2 separate regions of the Mus musculus genome follow, and region 1 is linked to region 2. The links are chromatin contacts, called in public Hi-C maps. All regions are on one chromosome and are shown on one strand. The core of a region is the stretch at or near the end of the contact, and the rest is flanking DNA. Distances in the headings are between cores, read along the strand shown. Region 1 holds the start of Foxd4 (forkhead box D4). Region 2 overlaps Pgm5 (phosphoglucomutase 5).

Evidence for each region. Hi-C and Micro-C count contacts between places; a contact is called where the count stands out from the background.
Region 1: a Hi-C map of bone marrow-derived macrophages shows a contact between it and region 2, with 21 read pairs. A contact is called at or near these places in 4 of 39 promoter capture datasets (the 3T3-L1 cell line, the HPC-7 cell line and pre-B cells), 12 of 484 Hi-C or Micro-C datasets (3T3-L1-derived adipocytes, the STO cell line, bone marrow-derived macrophages and 9 more), 9 of 130 datasets of targeted methods (the NIH/3T3 cell line, cardiomyocytes, embryonic forebrain and 6 more) and 2 of 9 other capture datasets (embryonic stem cells and macrophages).

Annotation. Positions count from the first base shown.
Region 1 is chr19:24,899,570-24,905,123 of GRCm38.p6, reverse strand. It overlaps Foxd4 (forkhead box D4), which reads left to right and starts at 4,108. Exons shown (of 1, transcript NM_008022.3): 1 at 4,108-5,554. The coding sequence starts at 4,290.
Region 2 is chr19:24,694,295-24,700,528 of GRCm38.p6, reverse strand. All of the region lies in intron 10 of Pgm5 (phosphoglucomutase 5), which reads left to right. Among named protein-coding and RNA genes, the nearest start is that of Gm38581, 9.8 kb to the left of the region's middle.

The DNA of each region.
Region 1 (5,554 bases), core at 2,859-5,358, 200 kb before region 2:
ACCACAGTGGACCTTCCTCAGGGCATACAACTTAGTTCTCATTGCTAGTGCTCTTTGTTTTATTCAATTCATAGTCCCATACAATTGACACTTTTACTAAGGTATACAGTTCACACACTAAGCCCACAGTTAGGTAATTAACTAGAACATTATACTTAACTTCCAAAGAAGCTCTATGCCCCTTAACAAGTGCTTCTCTGTTTCCTACACTAATCTCTGAAGAGTGGTGTATTCAAACTCCTTTACGTTTTTTCTTCAAGTTCCATTTGAAGTAATATGTATCGGTACTTTATTCTGTACTGCTGAGTAATAGTCCATAGTATAATGTCTTAGGGTTTCCATTTATTGTGAAGAGACACGAGGCAAGTCTTATAAAGGAAAATGTTTAATTGGAGCTGGCTTACAGTTTCAGAGGTTCAGTTCATTATCATCATGGTGGGAAACATGGCAGCATGCAGGCAGACATGGTGCTGGAGGAGCTGAGAGTTGTACATCTTGATCCAAAGGCAGCAGTAGGAGACTCTTCAACGGGCAGCCAGGAGGATGGTCTCTTTCCCCACTGGGCAGAGCTTGAGCATAGGACCTCAAAGCCTACCTGCACAATGGGACATTTCCTCTAACAAGGCCACACCTATTCTAACAAGGATATACTTCCTAATAGTGCCATTCCCTGTGAGTCAAGCTTTCAAACACATGAGACAATGGGGACCAAACCTATTCAAATCACTGCATGCATCCATGCAGTGCAGTGTATCTACTTTGTGTATCTACCCATCAGCTGACAGATACTTGAATTCTTACCTATGGCCTTTAGGTCTTTCTGTTGAATCATCGTGGGGGAACTGAATGTAGGACTTCACACACGCTCAGCATGCTTTCTGCCACTGAGCTGTGCCCTAGCTGGTATAGTTTGCTGTGTCAAACCATTGACCCAAAGTGATGCAAGAAGGGAAGGGCTTTATTTCAACTTACCTTTCAGGTGATAGTCCTGAGTGAAGCCAGAACAGGAGCTCAAGGCAGGAACTTGGAGTAGGGACCATGGAAGAATGATGCTTGCTAACTTATGCTTAGCTTCCTTCCTTGCACAGTTCAGGCTCATCTGGCCCACAGTCAGTGTGGCAGGGACACATCAGTCACCAATCAAGACAATGTCACAGATGTGACCACAGGCCAATCTGGTCAAAGCAATTCTTCAATTAACAAAGGCTTGCAAGGGAGCTGCTCTCCAAAAGATGCTAACTTCTTTAAACTACTTTAATCCCAAAGGTGATGAGCTATTTTTGGTAGTCAGTTTCTGATTTCTCAATTAATTAATTAATTCAATCCTCTTCTCAGGGGATTTTAGGTAGTATCACATAGACAACAACAATGACCAAACAAACAAACAAACAAACAAACAAACCTAACCAGTATACCAGTCTTCTTTTTACTTTGAGATAAGAGCTCACTAAATTTCTCAGACTGGTCTTAAACTTATTCTTAATAGCCCACGTAGGTCTCTAACTTGGAATCCTCCTCGCCTAGCTTCTGTAGTGTAGCTGAGGTTATAGGCTTAATTAATGAGAACTGGGTCAATTTTAAGTAAGAATTGTGTATGTGTGCCCATGTAGAGGTCAGAGGCCAGCCTATTGTTCTTCAGGTGCTATCCCCCACGCACACTCCAACCTCAACCGGGCCTCTCCCACTCAGGGACCCTTCCTGTCTCTACCTTCCTAGCCCTGGGATTACAAGTGTGCCACTATGCACACACTGTGCCACTTTTTTTGTGGGTTCTGGGGACCCAACTCCTGGAGAGCTTGAGCATGCAAAGCAAAGCAATTTACCAACTGAGCTATTCAACACCCTGCCCTTATTAAAGGTTTAGATTGATAGACACACTAACATCTCAACATGCTAGGGGACATTTATTACTGTTAGTGAGCCAACCTTGCCACAGGCTCAGATTATTTGGAATCCACATATCATATTCTTTTTCTGTTGAAGAATCGCATCCAGGATAGACCATTGCACTCAATAGTCCCCTTAGGCTGCTGTAGATTATGACAGTGCCTTAGCTGTCCTATGGTTTGTGCCTTTGGCAGGCACATAGGTGCTCTTCAGTTAGGCTTTGGATTGCCATTGACATTACATCAAGCAACTACACATCATTGTGCTGCAGCGGAGTTGGGGTTGGCCTTCATCTCCTGGCTGAGGTTTGATCAGATTTCTCCACAGGAAAGGCTACCCTGTCCCTTTTTCTATTGGACTTTTTGGGAGAAAATCTCATGTTAAGTAGTTGGGAATTAGACTCCATCTTGAGTAACTACGTGAGTTATTTGAAATTCTACAAGAGATTTCCTTTATTGATTTAACCAGTTATTCTTAGCAACGTGAACACACAAATACATTTTAGACATTGAGTTATAACCAGCTAAGTTGACTGTTCGGTTTGCCCCAGCGTTGGCCACAGGGAGATCTTTAGTTGGCTCCTGAGTCACCTTTGAGATTAGCCCCAGAATGTGGGGGGTTTGTTTTGTTTTTGAGCACATTCTTACACCCTTTCATTTGTAAATAACCCAAATCCCCCTAGCAGTTGACTTTAGGAAAACCAACAATACTCTCTCTCACACAGATAATCAGAAAAGGGGAACCGAGTCTCTCCAGCAGGGGGTGAGGGCAGCATCTGGGGCCAGCAGATTGAATGAGACACCTGCCGGCCCTCCTGCAGTTTAAAATCACACAAATAGTCATTGGTCAATTTTGGATTTAAACACAAATCTGTGAGGCTCAGATCTGTTGTTTGTCCTACCTCAAGCTGCACACAATAGAGAGCCTTGGAGGGTAAAACCCTCCACAGAGCAATGCAGCTTAACTCAAAGGCTGGCAAGGGAGCTGCTCTCCAAAAGATGCTAACTTCTTTAAACTACTTTAATCCCAAAGGCGATGAGCTATTTTTGGTAGTCAGTTTCTGATTTCTCAATAAAGGTCACAATCACAAACATAAACGTTGAAGGTGGCACAACTTTCATCCTTTCCTAGTGCATCTTTTTAGATTTCACCTTCCCAATTCCCCCAATATGTACTTTGTATTTTGCTATGCAATCCCTATTTATGTAACAGACATACTCTACCATATTGTTACTTTAGCTGCTGGGCTAACTCACATGAAACCAATCTAAAAGCTTAGGTACTCCAAAGCCTTCAAGCAAGTCCTGGGGTCCCTGTCCTGCTCTGCAGTGTGGATGCCTTACCATGGACCTCTGGACTATCTAGTGTCAGGGACACTGCAACCCCGCCCTTCCTCGATTTATTGTTATTACCACAGTAAAGCACTTGTGTTTCTGGATGGATGTTCGGGTTGGGGGGAGGGGTAGGGGACAAAGCCAAGCAGGTAGATGCACTCATATAGTGAGGGCATTCCTTTCTTTATAAAATTACTTTGGGGGAAACAGTATTTGTGTAGTGAAATCAATGTAGTTGGTAAAGACAACGAAGGAAAAGAAGATGAAGATACCAGTTGCCTCTGTGGTGCTAGTGTGTTGCTTTCTGAAGCCTCTTCTAGGCATCCCTGTCTGAACGTGAAAAAATAATTTGCACCTTTGCTCCGCTGGCTAAATAGTAAAAGAAGCTGGAGGAAAAGAGACTAAGAAAATACTTTTTTTTTTTTTCCTTTTAAAGTCCACACTGAACTTCCACAGTTTATGCTAGGATGCTTTAGTTTTTAGGGAAATCGAGTCACGGGATTATTTGGTGAAGTTTACGAGGAGGGAAGGAGCCATTTCTCTGGAATGGGGGCATATAGCTTTAAGTCAGTGTGCCATTCTGTTTGAGATACATCTCATTACTCGCCAAAGTCAGTACTGGGAAGGTCTAAATGTCGACGTGGTCCCACATCGTCGTTGTGTATCATGTTTTCCCTCTTGATTTTTATTTGTGCAGCTTTAGAGAAACATCAACAGAGCCCGCACAATGTCAGAGCACTTTGGCTGATTAAACCATCCTCCGTAGTGGATGGTTGTGAAGAGGAGGGACCAAGGACCCCCCATCATTGGACCGCGTCAGGAGGACGTGGCTCCAGCCCGAGGAACGGCAAAGAAGGATATATAGCTGCGCACTTCTCAGAGAAACTTAAAACACCAAGTGCTCCTTGCCAAAGGGTGTTAGAAAGAAAAAGCAGAAAAGAACAAGGAAGCCTAACCTAGGAGCGCTCCAGTTTCCCAGCAGACTCATCCTTGCTAACTCACCCATCCCAAACCAGGTGAGCTGCCCCCACGTCCGTCCCCTCCTCTCCCTCTTCCCTCCTATCCTCCATGAACTCAGCAAGAGCTGGGCACCTTCGTTCCACTCCACCGCCCAGTCCTCTAAGTTCCGACCAGGATGAGGTGGAGATCGACGTGCTGGCAGAGGAGGAAGATGGAGATCAGACGGAAGAAGAGGATGACGAGGAGGAGAGCCATAAGTGCCTGGAGCGATCCCTGCAGAGGCCCGGAGCCCGCACTCTTGCAGGGAGGAGCGCGGGGGACTGCGGCGATCTGAGTAACTCCTCCGGGTTCCTCCGCAAGTTCCGAGCACCACGGACCCCGGCGACCACCACAGCCGACGGCCCGCAGCCCGCCAAACCCCCGTACTCCTACATCGCGCTCATCACCATGGCCATCCTGCAGAGCCCGCACAAGCGCCTGACGCTCAGCGGTATCTGCGCCTTCATCAGCGGCCGCTTCCCCTATTACCGCCGTAAGTTCCCCGCCTGGCAGAACAGCATCCGCCACAACCTGTCGCTCAACGACTGCTTCGTCAAGATCCCTCGCGAGCCGGGCCACCCGGGCAAGGGCAACTATTGGAGCCTGGACCCCGCCTCCCAGGACATGTTCGACAACGGCAGCTTCCTCCGGCGCAGGAAGCGCTTCAAGCGCCACCACCCGCCCTCGGGAGGCCACCCGCACTGCCCTTTCCCTCCACCCGCTGTGCCCGCCACCCTGCACGTCTCCCAGCCCAGCCTCCTGCTCCGCTACTCTGCCCCACCACAGCCTAACCTCGCAGCTCATCCCGCTGCCCCGCCTCGGAGTCACCCGTGCGCCCCGCTGCATCCGCATCCCATGCGCTACCTGCTGCTCGCGGCCCCGGCCTATGGCGACAACCCTAGAAAAGCGGAAGGCGCGGACCCCGCCACCCCCTTAGCCATTCCCGCGCTGCAGCCCGTACTGGGTTCCCAGCCTTGGGAGAGAGACCAGAGCTCTGGAACTCGGTCCGGACGCGGGTGCGCTTCGTTCACCATCGAGAGCATCATGCAGGGGGTTACAGGAGGAGGAACTGGGTCTGCGCAGAGTCCGTCCTTTGCTCCGTGGAGCTACTGCCACCTGCTGCAACATCCACCGTGCCTGCTGCACCCCCAGGCCGCTTCCCCTTTGTTTCACATGTCCGCAGGTTCCCGGACAATATTGCCTCAGCAGCCGCAACCGCCGCTGCCGCTGCAGCAAGAACAGCATCACTGTGCCATTAGCTGCGCTCCCGGTAAAGGCGTGCGGTTAGGCCAGCACCTGTCCGCCGTTGCGGCGCTGCTGAGGCAACAGCCTGC
Region 2 (6,234 bases), core at 514-3,013:
AACACAGAGAGGCTGGGATCCCAAGAGAATCACGTTTGTGGAGACCAAAACTTGGATTTCAAATTTTATCATGTCAGGATGTCTTTGGATAATTTTTTAAAAATCAGTTAATAGCATAAAATCATGTTTAGTTCATAGGCTATACCCAGCCTGAGTAGAGGCCAGGTTCAGATCAGGGACTGCATCATGTGAGCCTTCTGAACGTGACAGCTGCACAGGTTCCTGTGACATTAGTGATGCATAGATCCAAATGTCTTTGTCTGAAGATTTTATCTTATAAAAGGTAAAATTACAGGGCTGGGAAGAGGGATCTGTGGGTAAGGGCACTGGCTGCTCTTCCAGGTGACCTGGATTCAATTCTAAGCATCTATATGACAATTCACAGCTGTCTGTGACTCTAGTCCCAGGGGATCCAAGAACCCTCTTCTGGTCTCTGTAGGTACTGCATGTATGTGGTATATAGACATATGCTTAGACAAATACTAATACACATAAAATAAAAATAAGTGAAATATTTTTAAAAAGCAAAATTACACTAGTACTTATGTGTGTTTGTGAATCTGGATAAATTTCAAGATTTTTCAAAATCTGCAAAATTGGCCTAATGAGATTAAACATCTTAGCTTTTGATTATAACCAAACAGGGAAATGCTTTAAAATGTTTTTTGAAGTCTAAATTTTCAGGTATTTTGTTTCCTATTGGAAAGTTTCCTCCTCCTCCTCTTTTTCCTATGCCTCCTCCTCCTCCTTGTCCCCCTTCTCCCTTTCTTCCTTTCTTCCTTCTTTTTAAGCAGTAGCTTTGACATGATTTTTAGAGGAAAAATATTTTACCTACGCCAGAAAAAAAGGATTAAATGAAATGGAGAAAGAAAAGTCTAGTTGCCGTCTGTGTCAAACTGTTAGAACACGGACGGGCACTTCTCCAGCTGCCCAAGCTACACTGGTGTGAACAAACTTCCCTTGCAGGATTGTGAGGGACAGATGCCTTAAATGGTAACTCCCATACTCACTTCCAAATTCAGGATCCACCACAAGCAATGAGTCTGTCCTCAATGTCTATCCTTTGCTCTTAAGCATAACCTAGGGTCAGGATGGCCAGTGTGGTGTTCCCAAAATGCTGAGACACTTTGATGATGCAGTCCTGAGATCCTGCAGCTGGACGTGTCCTGCTGTTCTTCAGTCTGTGGGTGTTTGTTTCAGCGACTCAAGCTGTTCACTTCCGCTTGTGTTAACATTGTCTAAGTCATATTGACAGGGCTCAGGGATTTGCAGTTATTGAAAATTCACTTTTAGCTAGGAAAAAATGATAAGGAATTATAAAACAAGTATAATTATTGTTTATCAAACTACTTGGAAATTTCCCAACCCAAAGGATTCTTGGTTGGAGGCAACAGGCGCTGCTTAGAATTGCAGACTCATGCCTCCTCTCAGATCCACTGAACAGATCTGCACTGTCATAAGCTTGCAGGTGACTCACATGTACTTAAAAGTCAGAGAAGCCTTTAGTGGCTGGCCTTTGAGATCCTTATTTCTCCCTCTGCTTAGCAGGCTTGGCCTTCCTTCCAGATAAATCCTCAAATGCCAACCCAACTATCATGTACTTCCGAGGGCTCCTTAGCCTCCGCTGTTTCTTCCTACAGCTGGAAAATTACCAAGAGCACAGAAAACAACCCAAGAAAAAAAGTTGTCTCCGAGGCCCTCGGAAGATTTATTTCTGCTTTCCAGGTCAATTCACAGAAAGGAAAACAGGAAGACCAGTTTCACTTTGCATCTCCATAGAAACCTTACCTCAGTGTCAATCCACAAGTGAGCTTGTTTTCTTTGCATGCTATCTTAGCTAAGCTGCGAGACTCAAAATAAGCCCTGGATGAGGTGAAGAAACTTCTAATTTGATGTTTTTCCAAGACACGGAAGTCTTGCTAAATTTGTTGGTAGACAGTCTAGCACAACTCGCATTACAAGGAGAAGAGCAATTATTTAAAACACTAAGGGTTTGTATGACAGCTGAGTCTTAAAGGCACAGAACGTGAGAAGAACCATGCTCCTGTGACTGAGGACACATAAAGTGCATAGTGGCCCTCCAGGAACCCCACTGATGGCTTTGCACTGCAGGGAAGACTCCTTGGCTGTGGGTTCCCTTCCCATCCTCTGGTGCTATGGTGTTGGACTGCAGGTACAAAAAACATGGAGATGCTCTGCCACCTCTGAAAACTGCCCTGGTGTACCCAGAGTACCTTCCAGTCTGGCACAGAATTACTTAAAACCAACCCATCTTCCTAGGTCTTATCCTCTAGTGCTACAATTCCAGACTAGCAGGAAGTGAAGCCTAATTCTGACCCCTTTTGTCTCCAGATCTCTTCCAGCTGACTAGCCCTGTTAGAAAGCAGCATCCTCTAGGCGATACAGACAGGGACATCAGCTGTGCAAAACAGGCTCTGGGAGAACAACTGTACAGAGAGCCTGTTAACTCTCCCCAAGATAAGCAGTGTCACCAGTCCAGGTTGACCTCAGGAAGGGCTGGCTTGAAGGGACAAGGTGGTGCTTCTAACATGGAGGCAATGAAGGTCCTTGCCTAGGCCTCCACAGTTCCTCAGGGAGGAGAAAAGAGCTGGCGCCCTCAATTCCACTCAGTGGAAACGCCCCTGCTAACACAGGCCTGGGCCTGGGCATCTCTATTAAGCTCATCTCTCTCACAGTAGTTTGTCCGTTTCTTTCTTCCTATCTCTTGTTTACAAATATTTATTTAGTAAAATAAAACAGATGGTTGTCTTTGTCTTCTAGTTTATGTGTCGATAATAACTTAAAATAATATATTCCAGAGAAAATAATTAATTGTTAATTAATTATTATATTATATTAAGATAATAACTTAAAATACATATATTCCAGAGGAAATGATTGACCTATCTAGTACCATCCAAACATCACTTTGTCGTCTAATCACCCCTTATTTTGACCTATTTGTCCTTTGTATTCTATGGTCCATCTGGAATGAACACCTATATCCTAATACTACCATCCCCAGATGTTTAAAACCTTGATATTGTGATGTTTTGATTTATAAAGAACATTTGCATCACCCTGTAACTTTTTAATTATCCACCTACGGAAATACAATGTTTGATAGGAAAGTAGATAGATTTTTCTTTTCTCATTTACAAAATTCTCAAAGAATAAATAGAAATATTATTTATCCCTGAGAGAAGACTCAAAGACTGTCTCATGGTGCTTTTTTTCGGCTTCAGTGTCCCCCAGGGAGGACTGTGGTGTGTGAGGACAGTGTAGATGACAGTTCCATGCCTGAGTCACAGTCAGTTCAGAGTAATGTGTGCTGAGTTTACACCACTGGAACAGTGCAGTGGGGAAGGGATCCTAGTTCCTCCCCCCCCCCTACAGGTTTCTGGGCTCCATGTATAACCTGTCAGCTTGCCCTAGCGGCTGAGAATCTGTGTGGGCAAAAGAGAAAAAAAATCAAATCAAATCTAGATGCCCTAGATCTTTGGATATGTAATTATCCAGGTATACTCCCTGCTTTCTCACTGGTCATGCACACTGGTGTTATTTTAGTGCTTCAGTTCCATGATTGCAAGCTCAGATACTCACTAACACAGGGGTGAGTTTAAGACAGTAGAGTGGGATGGGAATTTGGGGGACACTGGTCTCTCCCTAGTTATATTAATATATGGCATCGAGGTTGCTAGATTCTCTGGTTTTCAAAGAATCGAAATATTTGGATTTTCATGGCAGTAATATAATTACAGAATAGAGCAAACCTCGTATAAAAGAGTTCTAGCTTCTGGTAGCAATTCAAACTCTCTGAAAATAAGACAGAAAAAAAAAAAAAATAAAAGAACCAAAAAACCGAAAAGACATGCATCAAACCATCATTTTAGTGGCATCCATCCCCTCTAGTCCCATAAGGTAGGGACAGAAACAAGGAGACGGAGTTTGGGAAATGACCCTTTCTGTCTAGAAAATTTGCCTATCCAAGAGAAATGCTAAAGATATACACAAGGCATAGGTAACAGACAATGACAGGTGCCATTAAAGAACAGGGCAGCCTGCTCCATGACAGTTCAGCTCTGCTATGAAAAGGATTAGCCAGAGAGGCTTCAGTAAAGCAGACCTGTGGCAGCTCAGGAAGGTTTACATTCCCACCAAAGCAAGAGATCTTCATGGCAACCCCTGTTCCAGGTGGTAACACAGAGGAAGCCATGGTAAAGGGAGGGAGCGAAGAGTCACAAATCCAAGACCCACCGAATCCCGGGGAGTCTCACAGAAGGAAATGAAGGAAGACAGCAACTATGCCTTGTGGCATGACTATAGCATCTTCTTCAAACAAGATGGACAGCAACCAGCAAAAGTTTGCAAGTCACCTAAAGAGACCGTCATGTACCAGAATCAACAAACCATATGTGTGTGTGTGTGTGTGTGTGTGTGTGTGTGTAAAATGAGACCTACAGATGTGAGAGTTTGTCCGACAAAACTTTAAAACAATTATTTTCACTGCACTCATAGAATTCAAACACAAGATAGAAAGTCACTGACAAATAGCTAGAGGTTATTGTATTTTAAATCAAGGTGCTAGGGTGAGGGAGATGGCCCAACAGTTAAAAATACTTGCTGCTCTTGCAGAGGGTGCAGATTCAGTTCTCTGCAAACACAAAGCAGCTCATAAGTATCTGTAATTCCAGTTCCAAGGGATCTAGCACCCTCTTTTGGGCACCAAGAGCCATGTGGGTCACACACAGAAAAACACAGACAAAACACGCATAGCCATAAGTTAAAATCTTTAGAACAAATCTTTAGAATAAAAAGAAAGATTTTAAAATCTAAAAAAAAACTAAAAATAGTAGTTGAAATTAAAACATAATAGTTTCACCCACAACAGAAGAGATTGGTAATGAACCTAAAATATGTCTGAAGAAACTATAGGTACAATGCAGCTGGAGGGTTAAAGGGGGGAGAAGGGGACAGAAGAGAGGGTGTGAGAGATGTAAGTTACTTGAACAGTTGTAATATGATTAATTGGTCCCAAAAGGAGAGAAGAAAACACTGGGGTGCAGGCAAAACCCAGAAAGGTTATCTTCCCATTGGAACTGGATGGTAAAACAGGGGGTATAATTAATAATCAGTTCATGTCTAGATAAACCAGACTGAAATCACAGAAAATGAAAGACAAACGAGTAACTGTCTGATTGACAACTAACTTTTTGCAGCAACACTGAAAGTCAAAGGACTGAAGTAAAACCATTTATAGTCTAGAATTCCCAGATGAAGGGAAAGGCTTCTTGTAAAAGGAACACACATGGAAGAGCTCTTCTAGCAACTGGCACAGAAAAGTAGCGCGTCAGCTGACTCACACATTAGGGAGCCCCCTGAGATAGTGCTGGGCAGAGGGACATTACCGCAGGCAGATTTTGGGATAAATTGCAACAAGGAATAAAAGCAAAGAGTGTCCTGCATGGTTTGGTCCTGGAAACCTGAAGGAAGATAAGACAGACAGACAGACAGACAGACAGACAGACAGACAAGTTGGGATTGAGGGTTCCGTGCTCACCATGATGGCAGGCACCAACTTCTGTAGCAACCCCAACCCCTGCAAGTATTTATTTCATACATCTGAATCAACGAGGCAGCTTTATTGTAGACAGATGAACCAGAGGGTGGGCTTATGGCTCACAGATGAGTAAAGAGGTTTAGCTAATCTGGGTAGGGGGTCTCCGTAGGGAGCAGTCTCAGGCTGCAGTCACCCTGAGGAGGAAGCTGTGGTTGATAGCTTCTGTGCACACCACTAACACACTTGGACCAGATGAAGGCTCCACGGTCCCTCTGAGTCTCACTGGGTCCAAGGGATTGAGGTTCTTGATGACATGGCTGTACCCATGTAAGATAAGACACATTTTCTCCGGGCAATGGCTGCACCCATGTAAGATAAGACACGTTTTCTCAGGGTTCTTTACAGTCTCCACAGAAGAGATTTTTTAAAGGGTGAACTATAAAAGCCATGTTCAAAAAAAAAATCCAGAATTTGTTTTCAAACTCAGAAGTATATGTGTGTGTGGGGGGGGCAGGAAGTTATGTGTGTGTGTATCTGTGTATATCTGTGTGTGTTCGTGTGTGTTCGTGCGTGTTTGTGTGCGTGTGCATGTGTACACTCACATAACTAATAACCAAGACAGCGTCAGTCATTTCAGATAAGGTAGACTTTAAGGTCAAACTCATTGCTAAAGA